Linked DNA regions of Mus musculus: region 2 is linked to region 1. The links are chromatin contacts, called in public Hi-C maps. All regions are on one chromosome and are shown on one strand. Each heading gives the region's core, a stretch centred on a gene start, on an enhancer-like site or on the middle of the called end of the contact. The rest is flanking DNA. Distances are from core to core; before and after follow the strand shown. Region 1 holds the start of Fam117b (family with sequence similarity 117, member B). Region 2 overlaps Ica1l (islet cell autoantigen 1-like).

Evidence for each region. A called contact is a pair of places that touch in the nucleus more often than the background predicts.
Region 2: a contact with region 1 is called in a Hi-C map of the G1E-ER4 cell line, with 1.9 times the contacts expected there. The contact joins the enhancer-like site here to the promoter of Fam117b in region 1. A contact is called at or near these places in 7 of 39 promoter capture datasets (embryonic stem cells, hippocampal neurons, liver and 2 more), 1 of 15 datasets of contacts at CTCF or cohesin (CD8 T cells), 1 of 484 Hi-C or Micro-C datasets (the G1E-ER4 cell line), 5 of 115 datasets of contacts at active chromatin or transcription factors (effector CD8 T cells, embryonic stem cells, memory CD8 T cells and 1 more) and 3 of 9 other capture datasets (adipose tissue, liver and pancreatic islet).

The regions. Positions count from the first base shown.
Region 1 is chr1:59,908,873-59,914,293 of GRCm38.p6, forward strand. It overlaps Fam117b (family with sequence similarity 117, member B), which reads left to right and starts at 4,134. Exons shown (of 8, transcript NM_001037725.3): 1 at 4,134-4,880. The coding sequence starts at 4,292.
Region 2 is chr1:60,010,977-60,016,261 of GRCm38.p6, forward strand. It overlaps Ica1l (islet cell autoantigen 1-like), which reads right to left. Exons shown (of 11, transcript NM_027407.4): 4 at 4,736-4,859; 5 at 2,844-3,042. Among named protein-coding and RNA genes, the nearest start is that of Ica1l, 30 kb to the right of the region's middle. Within about 2 kb of position 1,550, at least 5 of the 459 cell types and tissues checked have an H3K27ac peak or open chromatin away from gene starts, as enhancers often do. A contact at or near this core is called in the G1E-ER4 cell line, where this site is marked.

The DNA of each region.
Region 1 (5,421 bases), core at 2,884-5,383:
CAAATTCTATCTCAAAATGGTATTATTATTGTTATTATTATTATTTATTTTGAGATTGTGTTTCTATGTATATTCCTGGCTGTCCTAGAACTCACTCTGTAGATCAGGCTGGCCTCCAACTCCCAGAGATCCACCTGCCTCTGCTTCCTGAGCGCTGGGACTGACCGTGTGTGCCACTACCGTTCAGACGTGTCATGTATTTATTTTACTCTCTAGTATTTTATGTGCACAGTTTTGCATTATTGTAACTATAATGCACTTAAAATTTTAATTTTGTCTATTTTATTCCCCCCTTTTATTTATTTCTTCGATTTTAAAGTTGAAAGAGTTTGTGGTCATAATGAGCAATTTAGTGACTATATATATATATATATATATATATATATATATATATATATATATATATTCTGTTCAATCACATTTTAGAAATACTTGTAGAAGGATGGAGATGATTTTATTATAATTAAAGGAGCTTGAAAAAAAATAAAGAAAAAATAAGAGTCATAAAAACCCATTTTTGGGCTGGCAAGATGGCTCAGCGAGTAAGAGCACTGACTGCTCTCCCGGAGGTCCTGAGTTCAAATCTCAGCAACCACATGGTGACTCACAACCACCCATAGTGAGATCTGATGCCCTCTTCTGGTATATCTGAAGACAGCAACAGTGTACTTATGTATAATAAATAATTCTTTAAAAAAAACCAAACATTTTCTTGGGAATAGGAAACATGGTTCAGAGGTTAACAGAACTGGGTTCAATTCCCAGCACCCACATAGCAGCTAGGAAACATCTGTAACTCTATTTCCAGCACACCCAACACCCACTGCTTTCCGGTATCCATGAACACTGGATGCCCTGAAGCACAGGCAAATTACTCAGATATATATATTAAAAAATTTTAAATTTATAACTTCTTTCTTGTAAAGAGTTGAGCAGACCCAGAAGCAAATAAGTCTGTCAATAATTTTATCTTCTGAGGTTCGTGTGTTACTATTTTGCTGTGCTGGGATTGCCTCACACCTGGAAGAACCTCGAGTTCAAATACAGATAAATTCAAATGTGTTGCTTCTTGCCTAAAATTTCATAAGTCACATTTCAACCTTGGAAAGAATCATTTCCTGAGGGGCGTGGGGTTCAAGCAGAAGGGTGCTTATTTGCCTGATTCGCCTGATTCTTGACAAACAAGGCCACTCTTCAGAGAGGAGCCAGAGCACAAAGACTCCTACCTTACCTTGATGTATTGTTTGCCTTGATTCTTCAATGGACCAGGATGACAGCTAAGGATGCTTTTATTCATTTCCATTCACTTAAAAACAGAACCAAGCCCTGCGGTGGTGGTACACGCCTTTAATCCCAGCACTTGAGGCAGGCAGATTTCTGAGTTCGAGGCCAGCCTGGTCTACAAAGTGAGTTCCAGGACAGCCAGGGCTACACAGAGAAACCCTGTCTTGAAAAACCAAAAAAAAACAAAAAACAAAAAAAAACAAAAAAAACAACAACAACAACAACCAAAAAAAAAAAAACTAAACCAAAACAAACCAAACAAAACCAAACCAAACAAAACAAAAAAACCCCCCAGAACTACTCCAAGGCACCCAATGCTACAATTCTAACTATTTATGTTTTGATTGCTAAGATATTCTGATGATTACATAGTTTTTAATTTACAAGTAACTACAATAGCCTTTAGTATAAAGGCGGCTTCAATGACTAATACTGGTTCTCATTGAAAGTTCAGCTCTAGGTCTATGAATTAAGCAGGCAGGTTAAATGAGATAAAAGGGCTGTTTTGTTTTGTTTTGTTTTTTCATACCCATTGGATCTGTGATCCTGTGAGAAACACAGCTACAGGAAAACGTGAACAAAGGAGACATCAGTCAGTTTTGAGTTCCAACTGGCCATGGTGGCATAAATCTTAATTTTCTTTTCTTTCTTTCTTTCTTTCTTTCTTTCTTTCTTTCTTTCTTTCTTTCTTTCTTTTTATTTTATGTTGAGTACACTGTAGCTGTCTTCAGACACACCAGAAGGCATCAGATCCCTTAGAGATGGTTGTGAGCCACCATGTGGTTGCTGGGAATTGAACTCAGGACCTCTGGAAGAGCAGTCAGTGATCTTAACCGCTCAGCCATCTCTCCAGCCCTATAAAGCTTAATTTTCAAGTGGTGGAGAAAAGAGGGATCAGGGATCTAAGACTGTCCTCAGCTACATAGTGAGTTTCAGGCTAGTCTGAACTATATGGGACTCTACCTGTTTAAAAAAAAAAGGAACTAAGCAACTAGCTTCAGCAGACCATGTTTTAACTATGCAAACCATTTTAACTTTTGATCTAATACAGCTTATCTGATGAAAACAGTTTTTTAGCTTAAAAAAAGGAGGCCTTTAGGTCAGTAACAAACAAAACAAATTATCAGAGAGCCTAGGATACCAGAATATATTTCAAAAGGAAGCCATTGGCCATTTACACTTGAGTAAGACAGAAAGACTTAGTAACAGAATGTCTTTACTTTTCTGAGGTCTTTTCTGAGGTTTTGTCTGTTGGGATGCACACATATATGTACAATGATGAATGAATGAATGAATGAATGAATGGAGAGAGACTGCTAGAAAAGGAGTTCTGAGAACTTCCTGCACAGCCTCTTCTCATCAAATCCTTGGTTAATATTTAGAACTGTCTGTAGCAGATGGTATTGCTTAGCTGCACCTTACAAATAAGAAACTTGTTTATGGACATACCTGAGATCACAGGCTATGTGGGGGATCTGACTGTCTCCAGGACCCTAGGAACCTATCTAACAGCTTTCTACAGGAACCCAATAGGGCTTGAGGCCTAGAACCTGTTACCAGAACCACCACGCCTTGGTTAAGGGATCTTTTTAGAATGTATAGCTATTAAAGCCATAAAGGGATTAAGGATGCCACGTGCAGTCTGCATGTCGACTTTTTAATTGAAGAGGAACCCGCGTATTATGATTACTTTAGAATTTCTTGCCTTTCAGAGAGTTCTTATGAAAGCCATGGAGACTTATTTTCTCCACCAGACTAAACTATGAATGGTGGGCCAATGAAACGGCTCAGTCTGATGCATGAGTCTGATTCCCTGCACAGACATGTTAGAAAAGAACAGGCTGTCCTTTGACCTCTACATGCATGCACATGCTTATTCACAAACCAGATACATAAATGTAATAAATAAATAAATAAATAAATAAATAAATAAATAAATATGGGTGGTGCACCCAGTTCTGTCTCAAATAGAGAGGAGCAAGTGGAGGCCACAGCACTTTATAAACTTGCATCTTTCTAAGGTATAAGGGAACTGTAAAGTAACTGATTAAATAAATTCTTTATTACTTGAGATCTATAAGGGTGGGGGCTAGTAGCAACACTACTCGATAACTGAACTTCACAGATACCATCTAAAGTTGCATTCTAACCTGCAAATATAATCGTTCTGATATTTGAATCTTTGTAGCGCCAAAAAGAAAAGAGAAGAAAGATATAAAATACCCTAGAATTAAAGTTCTTTTATTTTAGAGCCCTGCTCATAGGTAGATGGAATTAGGGCAGAACAAAAAGATTGGGGGGCGGGGGTGAGGGGAGTCTCCAAAGAGATGTGCGTACGTGTTAACTTACAGACACCACTGCTGTAAGGAAATGAGTTTCAGAGGGAAAGAGTCGGTTCAGACCATCCCCGGGGACACCGTGGTCCCGTACAGTCCGTCCCTTTGGCCAAATTCCCGGAGTCCCAGGGGCTCCCTCCAGCGGGAAACAGGGACGCGCGTGGCCGGGCGCGCGCCTACACGTACACGCACGTGTACACACACACACACGCACGCACACACGTCCGCACACGCACGCAACCCCCCCTCACCCCCCACCCCCGCATCCCTCTACACAAGCCACAAGCGTTCCCTCCGCACCCCTCCTCCTGCCACGGCCGGTTTCCTCCGCCGCCCGACCCCTCGGGGGCGGGCCTCTTTCTCTTTAAAGAGCAGAAGCAGCCTCGGGAGCCGAGATGCGCGCAGCCAATCAGCGAGGCCGAGTGGCTCGAGCGCGCTGACGCTACACCAATGAGCGGCGGCAGGGGGCGGGGACAACGGAGGAGACACTATTGTTGATGAGGAGCCGCGGCGGCGGCTGCATCACCTCGTCGGTGCCCGTCGCTGCCCGCGCGCCCCCTGGTCCTGAAGTCAGGCTACGTCACCCGCTGGCTCAGGCCTTCCCTCGGGCCCCGAGCAGCCGGTCCCCGCCGCCCAGCACCCCCGGCCGCCGTCTCTGGGGCGGGGGGACCATGTCCCAGCGGGTGAGGCGCAATGGGTCTCCCACGCCCGCCGGCGCCCTCGCGGGTGGCGCGGTCGGCCCGCCCGGGGGCCCTGGGAGCCGCCTGCAGCCCATGAGGGCGACGGTGCCGTTCCAGCTGAAGCAGCAGCAGCAACATGGCAGCCCCACGCGGGGCGGCGGCGGCGGCGGCAACAACGGAGGCAACGGAGGCGCCTCAGGCCCCTCGGGCGGCGGCGGCAGTGGCGGCCCGCGCACCGCCTCACGCAGCACCAGCCCCACGCGCGGCGGCGGCGGCAGCGCGGCGGCGCGTACCAGCCCCACGGTGGCCACGCAGACGGGAGCGTCCGTGACGTCCACGCGCGGTACCAGCCCCACGCGCGGCACGGCGCCTGGGGCCCGAAGCAGTCCTCCGCGCCCGCAGCCGCCACCGCCCCTGCTGGGCACCGTGTCGTCGCCCAGTTCGTCGCCCACCCACCTGTGGCCGAGCGAGGTGATTGCGGCCCCACCCTCCGCCCGCGTCCGCCACCGGAGGAGGTCCCCAGAGCAGGGCCGACCCTCGGCGGAGAAGAGGAGCCCCAGCGCCCCGGTGTGCAAAGCAGGTACGTGGAGGACAGGGGTCCTGTGCCGCCGAGTGGGGACTGCAGCGCTCCGGTGGGGCGGGGCGGGGCGGGGCGGGGCGTGCGGTCCGCCACCCCTGCGTCTTGCCCGTGCGGGTCTCCGCCGTGGAGGTGCGGCCGCTAACCTTGGGCCTGGGCTCAATTTGTGGAAATCATAAACCCTGGGGTTTGGCCTTGCGTCGCTACTGCTGGGGCTGGTCCTGTCACTTTTGGTGACGCGGTTAATGCTTGCAAATAGCACTTGTGTGCTGCTTAGTGTTTCTGTTCCACAAAACAGTTTCGGATCTGGAGGACTGAATGCATCAGCAAAGGCGGATTTGGATCATTGAAGAGTTGTGAAGCTGGGAGCAGTTTTTGCATTTCGTAAGACTTAATGAGTAGCAAGAAGGGAGAAGTTAAGCAAGATTGCTTTGGGGTGTGTGCATAGGTCTATGTATGTGTTTACACATATACGTAAATGGTAGATAGCTAGCCTGAGGGTCTGAGTGTGTTTCTGAGATACTGGTTTTATTTCTCTTAGACT
Region 2 (5,285 bases), core at 300-2,799, 100 kb after region 1:
TCCCAGCACTCAGGAGGCAGAGGCCATGGGAGCTCTCTGAGTTCAAGGCTAGCCTGGTCTACAGAGTGAGTTCTAGGACTGCCAGGGTTACACAGAGAAACCCTGTCTCCAAAATCAATCAACCAACCAAACAAGCATACAAACAAACAATATTTAAAGATGAGCATATTCTAGTGGTATGTATGTATCTCATAAACAATAAATAAAAATTACATTTTATAATAAAAGTAAAATGTAATAAAATGTTTAAAAATGTAATAAAAAGTAATAAGCATTTTAGCAGAATAAGAAGCCATAGTAAAATGTTGGGAGACATTAATATTTCTAAATCATTCAGGAATATGTATATAAATTATTTCTTAATGAATGTCATTGGATAATATAAATACTGACTTTTGAAGATGTTTACTCATGCATTGACTTAACTAATATTCACAAGTTGTCTAGTTTATGAAACACTATTCTAGGAACTGAGACACTGTGGCAAACAAATGTTCATGTCATCATTGTCAGGTAGCGAGGGATAGGAGAAAGACACAATTACAGGAGAAACTCTGCTTGGAAACACACAGACAAGTGAGGGGAACTCAGTGACCATCCGGTGCTCAGGAGGCCCCTGGCAAGCGGGAGGTTTGTGCTGGACAGCACGATGGTGACCAGGCTACCCCAAGACTCTCGGGGTAAGCAGTCCACCACCAGGGAAGGGTTCCCGAGGAGGAGCCAGGTAGAGCAGATCCCTGGGGGCACAAGAAGCAGGAATAAGAAGAAGGCTCTGTGGAGATGAGGGACCAGACCTTGCAGGATTCTGAAAGGAACGGGATAGAAATCTGGTTGGGTTTTTTGGTGTTTTGTTTTGTTTTGTTTTGTTTTGTTTTTCCTTCCAGATAGAGGTTTTCTGTGTAGCCTTGGCTGTCCTGAAACTCTCGCTCTGTAGACCAGGCTGTCCTCGAACTCACAGAGATCACCGCCTCTGGCTCTTGGGTGCTGGGATTAAAGGTGTGGCCACCACAGCCAGGCAGGAATCTGTATTTTTGTTTTGTTTTCACTGAAGTGAAACTCATGTGATATACAGTCAACCATTTGAAAATGCAGACCTTGGTGACGCTTGTGATTCTTGGTGGCATCCAGCCACTCTCCAGACTAAATGTTACTAGCAAGGATTATAATGGGGTTAGGACAGGGCTCGGGTCAGGTATTCACCAAGTTCCCCGGGCTGCCGGGAGTAATCAATGACTTCTGCTCAATAGTCTTATGTCACCTTGACACGACTGGAACCGTTTTGGAAGAAGGAACTTCAAGGGAGAAAAATGCCCCCACCCACCCCACACAGATGGGCTGGGGGTGAGCCCGTCGGGCATATTCTTGATTGGTGTGTGAAGGTACTGCTCACCATTTTAGTACCTGGGCTAATGGTCTCAAGTGCTGTAAGAAAGAGACTAAGCACACCACAAAGAACAAACCACCAGCAGGCAGGCAGGCAGGAGGCAGGCAGGCAGGCAGGCAGGCAGGCAGGCAGGCAGGCAGGCAGGCAGGCAGGCAGGCAGGCAGGCAGGAGGCAGGAGGCAGGAGGCAGAAGGCAGGCAGGAGGCAGGCAGGCAGGAGGCAGGCAGCACTCCTCTGTGGCCTCTGCTCAGCTCCTGCCTCCAGGGTCCTTCTCTGCTTGAGTTCCCATCCAGATTCCTCTGTTCCATGGAACTGAAGGCTGAAAATACCCTTTCCTCCCTACGTTGCTTTTGGTATGGTGTTTTATCACAGCAACAACGGAACTAAGATACAAGGCAAGTCACTTGCAGTGCCTGGTACAAGGGAGGCTCCATCAGCATTAAATACTGTGACTTTATTATAGGTTTATATAGGAAATGAATTCCTGAATGAACTTTAATATGCATATATAGTGAATTTAAAGTACACATACATGTATATATGTATGTGTATATGTGTGTGTGTGTGTGTGTGTGTGTGTGTGTGTGTATGGACTCTACCAATGAGCTATATCTTCATCCATAGGGGATATAATTTATAATAAATTTATTTAACAAAATATATTTATAAGTACTGTAGCAAAATGAAAAATGTAATAATCTCCACTTTTCATTAGAACTAAGAATCATTTTCACTTCAGCAATTATATATTTTCCCACTACAATAAACTATTTTCTATCTGTACATAAATTCCAAAATTGTAGGTAAACAATATTTAAAACATGATTAGAGCTCTTGTGAAAGAGATAAAAAAAAGATAAGACTGAGAGTGAGGTGCCCTTCAGAATGCATCTGCCGAAATATCCAAGCAACCAAGAGGTGATATTAAAACGTAATTTTGGGGGCTGGAGAGATGACTCAGTGGTTAAGAGCACTGACTGCACTTCCAGAGGTCCTGAGTTCAATTCCCAGCAACTGCATGGTGGCTCACAATCATCTGTATTGGGATTGGATGCTCTTCTGGTGTGTCTGAAGATGGTGACAGTGTGCTCATATACATAAAATAAATAAATATTTTTTTACAAAAAGAAAACCTAATTTTCAAAAGAAGAGTCTAGAGCCGGGTGCAGCGGCATGCACCTGTAACCCCAGCTCTCAGGAAGCCAGGCAGGAACGTGCACTCCTGTCCAGCCTGGGCTATACAGTGAGATCCAATCTTAGATGACTTAGCAGTAAAAGCACTGGCTGCTCCTCTTTCAGAGGTCCTGAACTCAATTCCCAACAAGGACATGGCAGCTTACCACCATCTATAATTCGATCCAATGCTCTCTTATGGAGTATAGACAGATAAGCAGGCAAAGTGCTCACATACATAAAAGACATAAACCAACCTAAAGAAAGGAAAAGGATACATTTCTTACTTTTCTGAACTTTTCCATTTGTTTGAAGGTGTCTGGGTCAAGTTCCTGCGATGCATCTTTCATCCACAGCAGGGCTCCTCTGTACTCTGTGCGGGCCCGCTCCATGCGGTTAATGGTCACCAAGGTGTCAGAAATGGCCCTCTGACTGAATGTTGCCACTTCTTGCTTAAGACGAGACAGGGGAGTACACAAGGCCAATCTAATAGCGCGGGGGTAAAGATCAGAGGATTGTACATCCATAAACAAAATTCTAGACACATTGCAACATGTATTTATCGTGGAGCTGAGTCATAAGGAGGAAATTCCTGACGCGCTTTGAAGACTTAGAAAACAGACCCTGAGTTACTGGGGAACATGTTTCTACAGATATATAAATATCTAAAGTTGATCCAGATATAAAATAACCCACCAGGCACACCTGGTGTTAGAATTCTAAAGCAACACAGAACCTGTGCTCCAAAACACAACACAATTTACAGAGATTATCCAGTTGGCAAGTATAGAGAACACTTGGGTTCAAAACATTTCATAAGCCAGGCGTGGTGGCACACGCCTTTGATCCCAGCACTCGGGAGGCAGAGGCAGGCGGATTTCTGAGTTTGAGGCCAGCTTGGTCTACAGAGTGAGTTCCAGGACAGCCAGGGCTATACAGAGAAATTCTGTCTCAAAAAACCAAAAACCAAACCAAAACAAACAAAAAAACCCCCAAAAGATTTGATAAAAATACTAGGAAAACTAATGATGGGGGCAGTTCTTGGCAGCTGAGATGAGGATAGAAAAACAGATATTTAAGGAACACAACTCAACCCCCCCTGGGCTAAGGCTGGTTTTGATACGGAGGCTTGGGAGGGCCCTGGACTGTCTGGCTCTACTCCTTAAGGAGGATTTCTGCACTAATATGGCATTGCAGAATTAAGCCACCTGGGCCAGCCATCACAGGGCCGAGGAGGTCAGTTTTCTGACTTTGTCTGTAATACAAGGATTCAGCTACATTTACATACAGATATATGGCAGTCTTTATAACCCATATCTTTATGCTAAACACTGTGAAATAATAAGTGGAAAGTGTCAAATTAAGAAAGAAGAAAATCAGGCTGGGTATGGTGGTGCACGCATTTAATTACAGCACATGGGTAGGCAGAGGCAGGTGAATATCTATGAGTTCAAGGTTAACCTGGGCTACATAGTAACCTTTCTAAAAAGAGAAAAAACTCTATTTAAAAAGTAACTTTTCCATGAAATAAGAGATACTATAATGTCAAAAGTGAGTGAGTGGAGGGTGCAGCTCAGAGGCAGAACACCTGCTAAGACACATGAGGCCAGACTCCTCTGGTCAACCTCATAGAGGAAAACACCAACACAGAAAAAATACAAACACGTATTTGAAATATTAGCTGTTCTGTAATTCTATTATAGTAAACCATTTGAGAAATAGAAATATAATCCAAAATGCTATTTTTAGGAATTCAAGAGCACCAATTTTTATGTAATTCTTTTGAATGCAAATGATTAACTAGAATAAAAAGTATATCCCTAAACACATTTCTCTTGAAACACCTTTCATTGCCTTATTAGAATTGGCAATCACAAAAAAGAAAAGAAAAGAAAAAACAACAACAAAAAAAAAGCCAGGCATTGGTGGCACACGCCTTTAATCTCAGCACTTGGGAGGCAGAGGCAGGCGGATTTCTGAGTTCGAGGCCAGCCTGGTCTACAGAGTGAGTTCCAGGACAGCCAGGACTACACAGAGAAACCCTGTCTCGAAAAACAAAACAAAACAAAAACCAAACAAACAAAAAAAAGGAATCAGCAGTAGCCTTTCTTTGCAAACTTAGCACACATCAGGAGGGTCACATGACTACAATCCAAGGGTGAAGAGAGCTGTGTTGAACCTTTGCTTGGCTGAAGAACAGAGGGCCTTGCCAGCAGCATCCATCATTTCGCCAGCTTGAGTCGAATCCCGCTCTGCTTGAAACTTTAAAAAGAGTCCTAGTTCATTTTCTTCCTCTGATATAACTAGGGAAAAGAATGAAAGTTTAGTTAATTCTCTCATTTCACCATTTGCTTAAAACATAACAGGCAGAACACACGACTCTACAGGTTAAGGTGTTTGCCAGCAAGCCTGACCACCTGAGTTCAGTGGAACAAGTGGGTTCCACTTGTGCAAGGAGGGAACTGACCCCTCCAGGTTGTCCTCTGACCTCCACACATGTTCTGTGGCACGTGGGTAAACACAGACACACACAGTCACACACACACACATGTAATTTAAATTTTTAATAAAGAATCACAAGGGGAAGAAACAGTCTCATGTGTGAGTTTCTCGCCCACCTGCTGGGCAGAGGCTGACGTTGACAGTCTGGAACACACTGTTTAGCTCTGGGCACTTTAGATGCCGAGTCAGCAGAACTTTCTTCTGCAAAACTGACAGTTAACCGATAA